2 separate regions of the Sus scrofa genome follow, and region 2 is linked to region 1. Evidence: chromatin contacts called from public HiChIP or PLAC-seq data. All regions are on one chromosome and are shown on one strand. Each heading gives the region's core, a stretch centred on a gene start, on an enhancer-like site or on the middle of the called end of the contact. The rest is flanking DNA. Distances are from core to core; before and after follow the strand shown. Region 1 has its middle 56 kb from the start of EBF2. Region 2 has its middle 45 kb from the start of PNMA2.

Region 1 (3,447 bases), core at 700-3,199:
TAAGTTTTAGGAGTTTGGGGAGATCTGAATTTTAGGAGATCTGTGCCTGGAATAGGTCAAAGGCCAAATATATACTTTGCTTAATATCCTGACATAGCAGACCCATAGATAATGAGGATATTTTCTGTTGCCCCCTCAGTCAAACAGGGAACATAACAGCGGCTCTGTGAGTTTTACTGGAACTCTGGAGCCTTAAACTGACCCATGGGTGTGAAGTTCTTTAAACAGTTTGACAGGATTTCCTGTTGTGGTGCAACACGATCAGTGTTGTCTTTGGAGCACTGGGATGCAGGTTTGATCCCTGGCCGGGCACAGTGGGTTGAGGATCCCTGGTTACTGCAGCTTTGGCTTGGGTCGAAACTATGGCTGGGATTTGATCCCTGGCCCAGGAACTCTATATGCCTCTGGAGGGCTAAAACAAAGGAAAAAAAAAAAAGTTTGAGAGAAAGAACAAAATCTTTCTACTTTTTAAAGGAACTGCCAAATTACTTGAGTAAAACGAGTTTTCAAGAGATGCAGAGGACTTAGTAGCAGGTGCATAAACCCCTTGCTGAGGGGCACTGGGGTTTGGGGTGAGAGGAGCTAGAATCAAGACCAGGTCCCAGGTGTGTGACTTGGGCCTCCACCTTCCTCATCTGTAGAAAGGCAGTAACAGGAACAGCGCCTAGCAAGGTTGTAGTGAGGATCCAATGAGGTGCTGTGACAGTGTAAAGAAAAAAAAAGGCAATTGTCTTAATTATTAGTGCTTGTCTCTAACGATTTCATTAATTACAATGGAGCATGTAACCCTTTAATTACAAGGATTAAAAGGATGGAAGGGAGTTCCCGTTGTGGCTCAGGGGGTTAAGAATCCGACTAGTATCCATGAAAATGTGGGTTGGATCCCTGGCCTTGCTCAGGAGGTTAAGAATCCAGCATTGCTGTGAGCTGTGGTGTGGTTTGCAGAGGCAGCTTGGATCTGGTATTGCTGTGGCTGTGGTGTAGACAAGCAGCTAGAGCTGCAATTCCACCCCTAGCCTGGGAACTTCCATGTGCACAGGTGCAGCCCTAAAAAGGGTGGGGTGGAATTGCAGCTCTAGCTGTCCCTGGACGCAAAGGTCTTGTGCACTGACAGAAAACTGTAGCCATCAGGGCTCAGTGACAGGCTAGTCCCACCCAGTAAGTGGTAGGGATGGGAGACGCTGGCAAGGAGGGGGTTAAGGGTTCACAGCAAAGGGCCTTCTGTGGAGTAGGAATTGACTTCAAGCGGGCTCTCCAGGCTCTCAGTAAAGGGATGACAGGAGGAAAACAATAGGAATATTCAGTCCTGCTTCTGCGCCTATATCCCAAGCTAGATCTTGGGGGAGGAGCCTGTGCAGGCAAAGGAGAAGTCAGCTCCGGAAGCAGCTGTCAATCAAGTACAATCCTTCCAGCGCTAGCATCTTGGGAGAAGACACTGCTTCCCAAGTCTTTACACCTTTGAGATGGCACCAGAGACATCACGCGGGTGAGCTAAGCGCCCCTCCATCCGTCAGATCTCGCGGTAGGAGAAAAACCGGGAGAGGAGGGCGCTGGCAGCGCGGTCCTCAGCCCAGTGGGAAAGTGGCGGACCCAGCCTCTCAGCTCAAGTCCCAGCCAACCGCGAAGGCGGGCGGGCGGAGATGGAGTTTGGCAGCTGTCCCACTGGGAAGTCTGCCAAGGGAGACTCGGAACGAGCGGCTTTGAGTCTGCCGGGTAGGAATCTCTGCGACAGTGCCCTTGCCTTGTGTCAGTGACTTTTGATTTCCCCAGCTTCTTACAACTGCCTGAACTTGTTTTCTCGCCTGTAATAAATAGGTTGTTAAAATTACATGAAAAAGATAGTAACGAACTTGTTAATTATTCAATAAATAGTAGCTGTCACCGCCAGGGTCACAGTCAGCAGCCCTGCTGTATCATCCGGGAGGGCTGAGTCAGGTCTCCCGGCGGCACCTCGACGTGTCGCAGGCTCTTTGGCTCCCTCGCCTGGGAGGGAGCGGCAATCGTCTTGCTGCTGGTGCAACCCGGAGCCAGAGTGCAGAACCGGGAGGAGAACTCTTTCACGCATCCTTCTTCTCCTTGATTCCCATGCTCCGGGTTGGTCCACCAAAGAACCGGCTTTCTACTGGCTTCCTTGCGATGGCTCTAGTGATGAGAGGACTGCAGGCCCTGGCTGAACCCCATCCCAGACAACCTGCCTGGTTCTCACGCCCCGAATCTCAGTGGTTCTTTAAGAAGGGCTCTTGGGACTCGGTGGGAGGAATTTTTTTTTTCTTTTTCTTTTTTCTTCTTTTTTTTTTGCTACAAAGGGGAACCGCTGGCATTTAATGGGATTTGCCAGTGATGCCAGATACCCTCCAAAATGTGGAATGGTCCTGCACAGCAAAGAACTGTGTGGGCTTTCAGATACCCCACTGGACATCCATGAAATGAAAGGCCATTTATTATTAATTATCTGAGCTAAGTTCTAACCCAGTTGATGTATAAACAAAAACACTATTTTTGGAGTTCCCCATGTGGCTCAACAGTTAATGAACCCCACTAGCATCCATGAGGAAGAGGGTTCTATCCCTGGCCTTGCTCATTGGGTTAAGGATCCGGTGTTGCTGTGAGCTGTGGTGTAGGCTAATGGCTACAGCTCCGATTTGACCCCTAGCCTGGAAGCTTCCATATGCCTTGGGTGCGGCCCAAAAAAGCAAAAAAAAAAAAAAAAAAAAAAAAAAAAAAAGAATTGAAGTTCAGGAGACACAGATTTGGATAAAACTGAAAGAGTGTTCCAGGGAAGAGAAAGAGTAGGGGGCTTATAAAGGCAAAAGCCAGCAGGCGATACTCTGACACAAGAAAGGAAATAGTCATCCATCACGAGTTGTTTCAGGGTAAGGGGGCCAGACAGTATCTTTTTTTTTTTTCTTTTCTTTTTACGGGCTGCAATTGGCATGTGGAAGTTCCTGGCTAGGGGCTGCATCTGAGCTGCAGCTGAGGCCACAGCCAATGCAGGATCTGAGCCATGGCTGCAACCTATGCTGCAGCTTGCGGCAACACTATTTCCTTAACCCCCTGAGTGAGACCAGGGATTGAACCCAAATTGCATCCTCACAGACACTATGTCATGTTCTTAACCCTCTGAGCCACAATGACAACTCCCCAGTCAGGATCTTGAGTTTCAGGCAGATGTTCTGAATGCCTTTGTTAGGACAATAAATAGTCAAAGGAGGGAGTTCCTGTTGTGGCTCAGCAGTAATGAGCCCGACTATTATCCACAAGAATGTGGGTTTGATACCTGGCCTCGCTCAGCAGGTTAAGGATCCAGCGTTGCCGTGAACTATGGTATAGGTCGCAGATGCGGCTCAGGTCTGGCATTGCCGTGGCTGTGGTGTAGGCCGGCAGCTCCAATTCGACTCCTAGCCTGGGAACTTCCATATGCTGCGAGTGTGCCCCCCCCAAAAGTCA
Region 2 (3,217 bases), core at 265-2,764, 300 kb before region 1:
CTGTGGCTGTGGTGTACAGCTATGATTCAACCCCTAGCCTGGGAACCTCCATATCCTGTGGGTGAGTCCCTAAAAAAAAGACAAAAAAAAAAAAGAGGAAGAAGATTGCCAGTCTGTTCAGGCGCCTGTTCCATTTGACTCTTAGACACTGGTGCTGTTGAACTCTATTTGGCTCTTTGCTGTGTTTCTAAAGTATCCAGCAAGGCCTCTCAAGTTCAACGTCTTCTCCTTCCAGGAGGGAAAAGGACTAAGCTTCCTAAGCAGCTGCCATGCTGGGAATAGCTCATTTCACATACTTTATAAACCTTCACAACAGTGAGGCAGTGTCCCACCTGCAGGAGAAGACTTAAAGGCTGGGAGGGCTACCTCCCCCTGGGTCACAAAGCTGAGGGTCACACAGCTGACTCTGCAGGCACTGAATGGGCCGGGACCTTTCCGGCTGGCCTCTCACTCCTCCAGTCCTAGACCCCAGTAGGCCAGCTCCTCCATCTCCTCATTCTCCCGGCCTGGGGGGCACCCAGATCCCTTCCTTCTTTCAAGGCCCATGCTTCCTCCGCCCTGATGCTGGCAAACCCGGAGGTCAGATCTCCACAAGTACCTTCTCCTGGGGTCCTCCTGGTTACCTCATACTCCAGTTCCACACCCCAAGAACCCGCACAGAGCCCACAGGGAAGTCGGGCTGCGGGTCACTGAGTGCCCATCCCTCTGCCCCGCCAGCCAGCCAGACAGTGCCGGGACACGAACCCGACTGCCCTTCGCTCCTGCGCGGGACAGCGGCCAAGGGAGGAAAGGGCGGCGGCTGTGAGAACTGCCGGCGGGGGAAGAACCGAAAGGCCCAGAAACGCGCTGTGAAGAGAAACCTCCCAGGCGCAGCGACGCGCGGAGCCAAGTCTCCGCGGGCGCCTGCTAAACCCTATTCCCGCCTGGCGCCTCTGCGGGTGCCTCTCTCTCCCGAGCCCCCTCCTCCGCAACTCAGGCTCTGTCCCTTCCCCTACGGACCAGTGACGATTCACCAGGGACAGTCTTCCGCTTGACCCGCCGGACGAGACCAGGTCTCCACCCAGGCCAAAGAAAGGGGCCCCTTGCCCCCATCTCTTTTCCACCCCGGCCCTCCCCTTTTCCTCTCGGTCAGACTCTACCCTCCACTTCCAGTTCTTTCCCTCTCCTTCCCCCTTCCACCCCGCCCATCCCCACCCATCCCCACCCTTCCCCACCCATCCCCCCTCCTCATTCCGCCCCTTCCCCCTCCTCCCCAGGGTGTCCCCGATCCCACTTTCCTGCCCGCACCCCCCTCCCGCCCCGCCCATCTCCCCTCTCCACACTGTTCCTTTCGCTCTCCATCTCTTCTCCACCCTGCCCGACCCCACCCTTCCCTCCTCCTTCCTCCGCCCCCTCTCCCTTCTCTCCAATCCTTCTGAGTTCCCCACTTCTCCCCACCACCCCGCCTCTCTACAGGTCAGCACCCTTTCGGTCCCGCCCCTGCCCCCGCCCTCGCCGCAGCCCCGGCACAGCTAGGCGTATTCTCCCGGGCTCTGCACGTCACCGCTCGTCCCACTTCCTGCCCAGCCAATCAGCCCTCTCCTCCGCACCCAGCCTCTCTTCCCGGGGGAAACCTGTGGCCGGAGATGCGGAATCATGTATGGTGTGTGCAGTCACCCGGCGGGAGGGCAACTCCGGGTGCGGAAGAAACCGGAAGATGGCCGGGGTAGGGTGGGGGGAGGGAGCCAGACATCTATCATTTAGCCGCAATCAGAGAACTGAAGTTAGTTGCGTGTGTTTGGCCCTCTGTCGCTTACAAAATACTCTCCTACAAATGCTCTCTCTTGGGCCTCAAAACAACCCAGTGAGGCGGTGTTATCTCCTCATATCGGAGGAAAGAACAGAGTGGCGGGATCAAGTGGCTGCGCCAAGGTCCCAGGCTGGGCGGCGGAGGCTGGTTCTTTTGGGGATCCAGGCCGGAGTCCGCGTCCTCACGCTCAGAAACCAAGGGCCATTGAAGGCCTGGTTGATTTTCGGCCCCATTTGTGATCCACTTGCCTGGACTACTGTCCTAAGAGTTTCGATGGTGCAGGCATTGAAAAACGGGAAGATCGCAGGGATGAGAGGCGGAGCTTAGGGCGGAACGTTTAGGTAGGGGAAGCCGAGAGAAAGGGTAAACTGAAAGGGTGGCCTTGGGATTTTTTCCTGTACTAGCCTGGCAGGTTGGTGGGGGGGGGGCGTTTCAAAGAGAAAGCCTTGGGAGCTGTGACGGAATGGCAGCAACTCTGGGCGGAAAAGCTACGTATCAGTGCACAAGAGTAAGCACAGTGCACGGCGCTGCTAGCATCCTGCGAATGGAGATCTAGCTATACCGCCCAAAGAGCCGCGCTCAGACACTGCGCCGCAGCAGGAGCACACCCAAAACAAAAGGCCTGGAATAAAGGTCAGGGGAGGAGGAGTCGGCTTCTTCCAGAGTCTCCTTCACCCGCTTGCTCTGTCTTACCTTTTGCTGCAGCTTCTTCCTCCGGGTATCTGCGGAGCTCGCCTCCTCTACTCAAAGTCTCCTTCCCATCGAGGCCAACCCCTTCACAGTTCACCTTTTCTCCCTAGCATTTATCAGGATCTAAGCAGTACTTTTCAAACCCGAAAGTGCGGTGGGTCACCTTGGAAACTTTCTACAACGCATATGCCCATTCAGTTGGTCCAACGTGGGTGCCTGTGTTTCTAACTCGCTCACGCACTGTGCTACTGCTGCCTATGGAGCTGTGCAGGACACTTTGCATAGAAAGGACCTAAGAAATGCTCTTGTGTCTCGGCGGGTTGAGGATCCTGCTTTGTCACTGTAGCGGCTTGGGTCGCTGCTATGGCAAGTGTTCCATGCTTTGCCCGGGAACTTCTGCATGCCCCGGTGTCGCAAAAAAAAAAAAAAAAAAAAAAAAAAGGACCTGAAACACTAGATCCTATTTTTATCTTGTTTTACATTCTTTTTCTTGCACCATAATGTAAGTTCCAGGAGGGTAACGATAATTTTATTTTGGTTTTTTTTGTTGCCTGCTCTATCCTCAGCACCCAGAACGGCAACAGCAGGAGCACGTGGCTCTTTACTGACTGAAGGAAAGAAGGAGTGAATGAGGTACAAGCCAAAAAAGAAAGCAGAGGTGATAAATCCAATGTCATACAAAGTGGAATTCAAAGGGGAAACCATAAATGAAACAAAGGAAATGTGGAAAAAATACTT

The links. HiChIP or PLAC-seq counts read pairs in DNA pulled down with a chosen protein or histone mark.
Region 2: a contact with region 1 is called in an H3K27ac HiChIP or PLAC-seq map of alveolar macrophages. The contact joins two enhancer-like sites. A contact is called at or near these places in 1 of 47 Hi-C or Micro-C datasets (embryonic fibroblasts) and 1 of 2 datasets of contacts at active chromatin or transcription factors (alveolar macrophages).

The regions. Positions count from the first base shown.
Region 1 is chr14:10,081,658-10,085,104 of Sscrofa11.1, reverse strand. No RefSeq gene overlaps it. Among named protein-coding and RNA genes, the nearest start is that of EBF2, 56 kb to the right of the region's middle. Within about 2 kb of position 1,949, at least 40 of the 83 cell types and tissues checked have an H3K27ac peak or open chromatin away from gene starts, as enhancers often do. A contact at or near this core is called in alveolar macrophages, where this site is marked.
Region 2 is chr14:10,381,743-10,384,959 of Sscrofa11.1, reverse strand. No RefSeq gene overlaps it. Among named protein-coding and RNA genes, the nearest start is that of PNMA2, 45 kb to the left of the region's middle. Within about 2 kb of position 1,514, at least 76 of the 83 cell types and tissues checked have an H3K27ac peak or open chromatin away from gene starts, as enhancers often do. A contact at or near this core is called in alveolar macrophages, where this site is marked.